Linked DNA regions of Arachis hypogaea: region 1 is linked to region 2. The links are chromatin contacts, called in public Hi-C maps. All regions are on one chromosome and are shown on one strand. The core of a region is the stretch at or near the end of the contact, and the rest is flanking DNA. Distances in the headings are between cores, read along the strand shown.

The links. Hi-C and Micro-C count contacts between places; a contact is called where the count stands out from the background.
Region 1: a Hi-C map of leaf shows a contact between it and region 2, with 3 times the contacts expected there. The contact joins the promoter of LOC112790865 here to the promoter of LOC112790857 in region 2. A contact is called at or near these places in 2 of 8 Hi-C or Micro-C datasets (both in leaf).

What each region holds. Positions count from the first base shown.
Region 1 is chr3:108,353,632-108,357,260 of arahy.Tifrunner.gnm2.J5K5, reverse strand. It overlaps LOC112790865 (BTB/POZ domain-containing protein At1g63850), which reads left to right and starts at 1,824. Exons shown (of 3, transcript XM_025833463.3): 1 at 1,824-3,556. The coding sequence starts at 2,735.
Region 2 is chr3:107,497,139-107,500,732 of arahy.Tifrunner.gnm2.J5K5, reverse strand. It overlaps LOC112790857 (probable polygalacturonase), which reads left to right and starts at 1,575. Exons shown (of 6, transcript XM_025833453.2): 1 at 1,575-2,795; 2 at 2,922-3,263; 3 at 3,338-3,458; 4 at 3,552-3,594. The coding sequence starts at 2,736.

The DNA of each region.
Region 1 (3,629 bases), core at 575-3,074, 860 kb before region 2:
CTCCTATTATAAAAAGAATATTTAAAAAGTCATTAAATTTTTATATATTACTAAAATTTAATAAATACAAGTACATTTTTATATGTTATTTTTAATTCAATGTACTAATAGAAGTTAAATTTTAATAATATATAAAAATTTTATACTAAAATTAATTTAGTATAATCTTATTTTATACTTCTTTTAGTATATTTTTTTATGTTATATAATATTTTTTCTAGTATCTTATTGTACAATGTGTAATTCGAATCAACATCATTCGAATTACATAGGAGTAATTAGAACCAACTCAATTCGAATTATGCTTTGTTCAGGTTTCATAGTAATTCGAATTGACTCAATTCAAATTATGTGTGTTTCAACTTTACATGTAATTCGAAGTAGCTCAATTCGAATTACATCCAATCCAAATTCGAAACGGTTTGATTCGAACTACATATATTTGTGCATTGATTGATTCGTGAATCAAATTTCGTTTTGGTTGATTCATGTAATTTCTTTCTCTCCATGACTTATTTTTTTTACCCTAGCTTTTATATTAGTTATGAAAAATTAGAAGAGATCGAATTTCAGGAGCGTAACGAAAAAAAAAATAAAAATAATTGTTTGGTCTAATTTAAATTAATTTTTTTAATTAAACTATTTGTATAAATAAATCGATTTTTTTCAAACTAAATAATAACTGCAAGTGAATTAATTTCTACTTACAGTGATAGCCATCAACTACAACCCTTTTTTTTTGTCGCGATTAACAACTATTTAAAATAATAATCCATAAAAGTGATGAGTTCGGTAGATGGGCCTTACTTGGAAGAAAAAAACTTAAGGCCGACAACCCAAACAAAAATGCAAAATTTTAAAGAAACTAAAATAGTAGAATTTACAGCTGAGGCTTAACTTAGTGATCCATAATCATGCCTCTTAAAATGCTGTATCGTGGTTCAAATCTCACTAAAAATCGTAGATGAACCATTAATAGAATGTGTGTAACTGTTATATGACAAAAGAAAAAAAATAGTAGAATTTAATTTTTAACATGTAAGCCCCTAAGATTCTTTTTCAAAAGTTAATTCTTTTTCGTAGCTACCAGTTTTAAATGTAATTTGTGGTAAATAAAATAGCTGCGATGCATGTTTTATCGTGTATCTGCTAGTATTTTTCATTATTGTGACATGATATTTATTTAATTTAGTTTCATATATACTTTTGGTGATTGTCAACAGGCAAGAAAAGGGGTAAATTAAAATTCTAATTCATGAAAAATACAATAGCAGTACGTATATTTTTATCAAATAAAAAAAATATATAAAAGAACAAAAGCATGGATATTTTTAGCTCAGTTTTTCTTTTCCCCTCAGATTATACCGCGCTCTGTTTCTGGTCTGCCCATATGTAAAAATGCGGACAAAAAATACAATTATTGGGCTGATGTGATTACCATTGTGGGTAAGGGCCCATTTTTATATTATTGTGACGAGAGTTTTTAAAATGGAGATGAAAGAGTAGCTGTCTTATGTATGTGTTCTGTGCTTAGGGACCCACACCCACATATGCTGTGGTCCATAGAAGAAGAAAGCCTTCTTCTAGTAAAGTTGGATTTTGAATTTGTTACTTGTTAGTTTGCTTCCCCAATGAGATAAAGAATAGGACATTCTCACACATGGATGGCATCATGCATGGACACACACATCATAAGCAAAGCAAAGCATTTTTGCCTTAAAGAGATGGTAAATAAAGCAAGAGTGGGATAGCGACATTTCAAGCCGTGATATCATTAATTAGTCATACATAAATGGTCATGGTGTTTGTTACATCTCCAATTTGGATAGACACCATCGACAGCAAGATTAAAGTGGTAAGCAGTACCAATTGATATTCATGACATTATACACATTCCCATTTTTGCGGTGCATCACACAAATCCAATCTCAATCATAATATTGGACACATATTATCTCGGATTAATTATTTCGTGAGTTGTTAACTTGTTATTATGTGAAGGAAGGACCATAACAGGTATGTTGAAGGTGGCTTGAAAAGAAGAGAAATTATATGCGGAATTAGAATGATGGTGATGTGATGATGAAAGACAAAGCTTTTTTAACTTGCTGTATTTTCTTTTACGGGAAGAAAAGCTGACCGCAGGAATAATAAAAAAAATTATTAGGTGTTATTACTTATTAAACACTGGACATCACATCATGATTACTAATACTCACGTTTACTTAGTACAGTCCATCGAGTAAAGGTGCTAATAATCATGTAGTATAAGCATTGGGATCTATCTACTAGTTCCGTTGCTGTAATTTGTAAAGGCAGCATCCGAAGATTAAAAGTGATACCCAGGCGTTTATCCATTAATTAATGAGAGTCTTTATTGAATACATATGGTTGTTATTTGTTAGTTGGGCATGTGAGTTTATCTGTAACCCAATCCATTCATCCCCCAGCCCCAAAATCAATCGGATTGCATTTCATGTACGTACAAACTACATCAATGTATAGTATTCTAGAGAGTGTACTTTACGGTCATCAACCATATAAAATATAAAAGGAATACAGTTAATTGTTTGTTGTAGGTAATTTTAGAATTGATTTATCTGAGTCATACGAGACACTCCTCGTGTCCACCGCCATTTATGAGTCTCATTCTCTCACTCTTGTGTGGTGTGTCTGAGCAGCTCTGATGCCAATGCCCTAAGCAAAAGGACAAGATCCTCCTCAAAGGCATTAGATGGCAGCGACAACAACAACAACAACAAGTGCAGCAGCAACAACAACATCTCTCCTCAAATTACAAAACCAACCCATCAAACCCAAACGTCGCAAGTGCCGAGAAACCACCATCTCCACCTCTGCCCAGGCCCAGGCCCAGGCCCAGGACACTCCCTCTCCCAGTCCATCCTCCGACTACAGGATTCGGTTCTCGCCGGGGCGGTGCTCCCCAATCATGGACTTCATCCAGGCATCCCCAACGGGCAGCAACGGGCACTCGGACCCCTTCCCTTCCAGCTTCACGAAATTCAACTCCGCACTGACGGCGGGCCTCCTGAACCCAATGTCCCCTCCGCCCGACAAGACCCGATCCAGCCCCACACTCTTCGAGATGATGGCCAGCGAGCCCGACACTGCGAGCCACCACAGGCCTCACTCTCAGTCTCAGATCCAACCCCCTAAAGCCCATGTTCCCGTTCTCGACAGGCAAACCCTAATGATGCAGCGGATTTCGGAGCTCTTGGGGTCTCGCAGCCCCGGCAACCAGTTCAACGACGCCGTTTCCAGTGACATCAAGCTCACTCTCACCTCCAAGGATGGCTTTAGTGTCTCCATGAACGTTCATCGCCAAATTCTTGTTGCCCACAGCAGGTTCTTCGCCGTCAAGCTCTCTGACAGGTGGACCAAGCAGAACCCTAGGCCAACTACGCCCTACTTGGTCGAGATCGCTGACTGCGACGACGTTGAGGTTTACATTGAGACCTTGAGCCTTATGTACTGCAATGATATCAGGAAGAGGCTCATGAAGGAGGATGTCTCCAAGGTTTTGGGTATCTTGAAGGTAATGCCTTTCTCAAAATGGGATTTCTTCTTTTATGCTTTGTTTTTTTGTTGTGTATAACATCAACTGTAGG
Region 2 (3,594 bases), core at 326-2,825:
TAAAGTGTTGATAAAAATCACTCAAATTAGCACAAGATAAACCATAAAATAGTGGTTTATCAGGCTACCAGCAGCAGATGGCAATTTTTCTATTAAATCAGCTTATGAAGTATATTTCACAAAAAAAAAAGAAATAACAGCAGCTTACACAAACTACTTTAGAAAATCAAATTACCTCAACGTTTAAAAACCTTCAGTTGGCTCCTCACGCATGAAGCTCTGTTAACCAACCATAAGAGAAAGCTCAGAAACCTCACGAAAGATGGTGACTGTCCAAGATGCTACGAAAAGGAGGAGACTTTGCTCCATGTCCTACGTGATTGCCCCTACATCCGTATGGCATGGATTAGCATAGTAAACAGAGACACATAAGACATTTTTTTCTCTTAATCTTTTCAAGATTGGCTCAGTACTAACCTTTCCTTAGTCTCTCGAAAGCACTATGGGACCCCGTGGCCTATAACTTTTGTTACAGCTTGCAACATAACTTGGAAGTGCAGGAATGACCTCATCTTCAGAAACGAGACTCTGCCAAACAATCAACTTTCCAAATGATAAAAAGATTGGCAGAGAATTACAATGGCACAATGAAAATTATGAAAAAGAGCAATGGCTTGCTAAGCCTTACCAGAGAGGAGTTTATTGGTTAGGAGGCGCCAAATTGAAATTGGACCAAACTTAATGTGGATGGGTCGGTTAACCAACCTGACAGTAAAGGCGCTTGTGGAGGACTCATTAGGGATTGGACAGGTCGCACTATTGCCGGCTTCTTGATGAACATTGGAATTTGTACCATTACCATGGCTAAGATTTGGGGCATGTATGTTGGGGTTAAACTAGCATCTGAGCTGGGTATTAGGAAGCTGGTGGTGGAATCAGACTCAAAGTGCACTATAACACTGACTCAGAAGATGTCACCGGAGATCCATAGTAACTCCTCCCTCATTCATTCTATCAAGGAGCTTTTGGTGAGGATGGAAAATGTTGAAGTTAGACACATCTACAGATAGGCGAATTTCTGTGCTGATGCTCTTGCTAAACTCGGACAAGAACATGAATCGGGAATTAAAGTTTGGGAACAGCCACCTTCATGTTTGTTCCATCATCTTCTTACTGATGCAAGCAAGATGAAGTTCAGCAGAATTGTAGTGCAGTAGGTTTCCTTTCCTTTGGGCCTTGGCCCCGTCACTTATAAAAAAGTTGTAGTCGTTGTTCCAAGAAAAAAAAATACTAAAAGACTAGCAAAATATATTTTTTTTATCAATATTTAGTCAATAATATTTAAAAATATAAATTAAAAATATATTATTGGGTTGCTAAACTAAAATTATTGGGTTGATAGTGTTTTTTGGAAATGAAATTCTTTTTCATTTTGAGGTAGCTAACCTCATCGCTTTATTTTGATTTTTCTTAGTGAATTTTAACTCGCAAAGTCAGTTACCTTTCAAGTTCAACATTATTACTACTTGACCAAAAACAAAAGGGGTTTAAAAGGTTAATTTTTTTTTCTCGCTTTGAAAAGACATGTTAATAATCCTTTCTTTAAGGGGCAAATGCACGGGCTATGCTTCTTTGTTGAGGCGAGAGGTCCAACTAATTTTGTTCCAAGAAATTGAAGAGAGGCTCGTGAAGAGTTAGCCATGGCAACATCAGCATCATGGGGTAGTCTTTGGCTCTTTGCGATTACTTAAATTCACGGGATGGATGTTAATTATTTAAATATTTGATTTGGTGATGTATGTGACTAATAATAATAATGCGTTATGCACATTGCGACAAGGTTCCGTGACAATTCCGGGCCCTCCTTGCCATGGCTAACTAGTAATATTTTAATAAAATAAAATAATCAGTTCTTTTGGATTAAAATTAATTAATTAATGGTACTATTTCGCAGCCAATACCCATAATTGGGCAAGGCCAAGGGAATCTTAATCTATTACTACTTCAAGCATTAGTAAATAAGACAGGAACATACACTAGTGCATCCACAGCATATTTCCACTCAATTTAGCATAATTATATGAAACTTGTGAAGGTTAATGGCGGGTTGGTGTGCTTGGGCACCATTGAAATGGATATAGAGCGAGATAAGTGATGTGTGTCCATTTTTTAATTGGTGGGAAGATAAGGCACCAATTGAAGACACACTAGGACTAGGACTAGGGCATGCCCACTCCACTCTCGTAACAGATCAGAGGCAACACACAAGCTATAGTGAGTGGGGTACAAGGGAACCACAACCACATGTCAAAGAGTACAAAGACTGAAATGGCCTTGTAATAATGCCATTTTTTCTTCTATATCCATTCACACCTAATCCGATGAGCAGATGAAAAATTAGACTTGGATTCTTATAATGTGAATCATAAACAAAATTTTATGACGATGAAATTGTTGTTCACACGAAACATTTCTCAGAATCATAAGAGTCAGACTAGTCAGTTATGAAGCCCAATAATTTTAAAGTCTTCCAAAAAAAAAAAGCTTTCACATGCATTCTATAACTTAGTAATTTCCTACTACGATATGTAACTGTAGATCCAGTAATTCCGTTAAGTATTCCACTCAAACTCTTTTACCCCTATCAATCATGTGCCAACATAAAAGAAAACCATATCAACTGATCACATGAGAAATAAGAAATGTGATTTATGGGACCCGGAAGCATAAATGAAAGTGACATAGTTAATGCCCTATAACAATGTCACTAATATATACACCTAGAATGTCTTTCTATGTTAACATACCAACATCTAAAGTCTAAACTCGGCATCTGTTCTCCGAGAAAACCTCAGGTACAATAACAATAACAATAACAAATTCGTTTCTCTCTTCTTGTTTCTTTCTTAGCATTAGGAATCAAGGCATGTTGATTCGTTTTGTTGAATGCGTATAAACTATTTGAAATGTGAATTTGGCAGGTCATGGATACATTGTTATTGTTACTACTAGTTCTTATGTTTGTTCCACCAAGTCTAAACATGGTAGAGAGTCGCAAGGCTCCAATTTCGGACTACTTTGAGTACAGTGCTGTTAACTGCAGAGCTTACAGTGCATCGCTCACAGATTTTGGTGGTGTTGGGGATGGAACAACTTTGAACACAAAGGCTTTTCAATCAGCCATAGATCATATGAGCCAGTTCTCATCAACTGGAGGCTCTCAACTCTTTGTTCCTCCCGGAAGATGGTTAACCGGTAGCTTCAATCTCACTAGCCACTTCACTCTATTCCTACACCAAGATGCTGTCATCCTTGCCTCTCAGGTATATGATATGCAAATGTTTTTCTTTTTAACTGTTTCAATTTTATGTTTGTACTATTGAAACTTTGGTATTAGGATGAGAGTGACTGGCCACTCATTGATCCCTTGCCGTCTTACGGCCGAGGGAGGGATGCGCAAGGTGGAAGGTATAGCAGTCTAATTTTTGGAACCAACCTTACAGATGTGATCATCACTGGTAATGAACTCAAAAGATGTTCTAGGAATTTAAAGTCTAGTCCAACTTAAAGAATTTCCTTCTTCTAATGATTGATTTCAAATTTATTTGCAGGGGACAATGGTACAATAGATGGACAAGGCGATGTTTGGTGGAA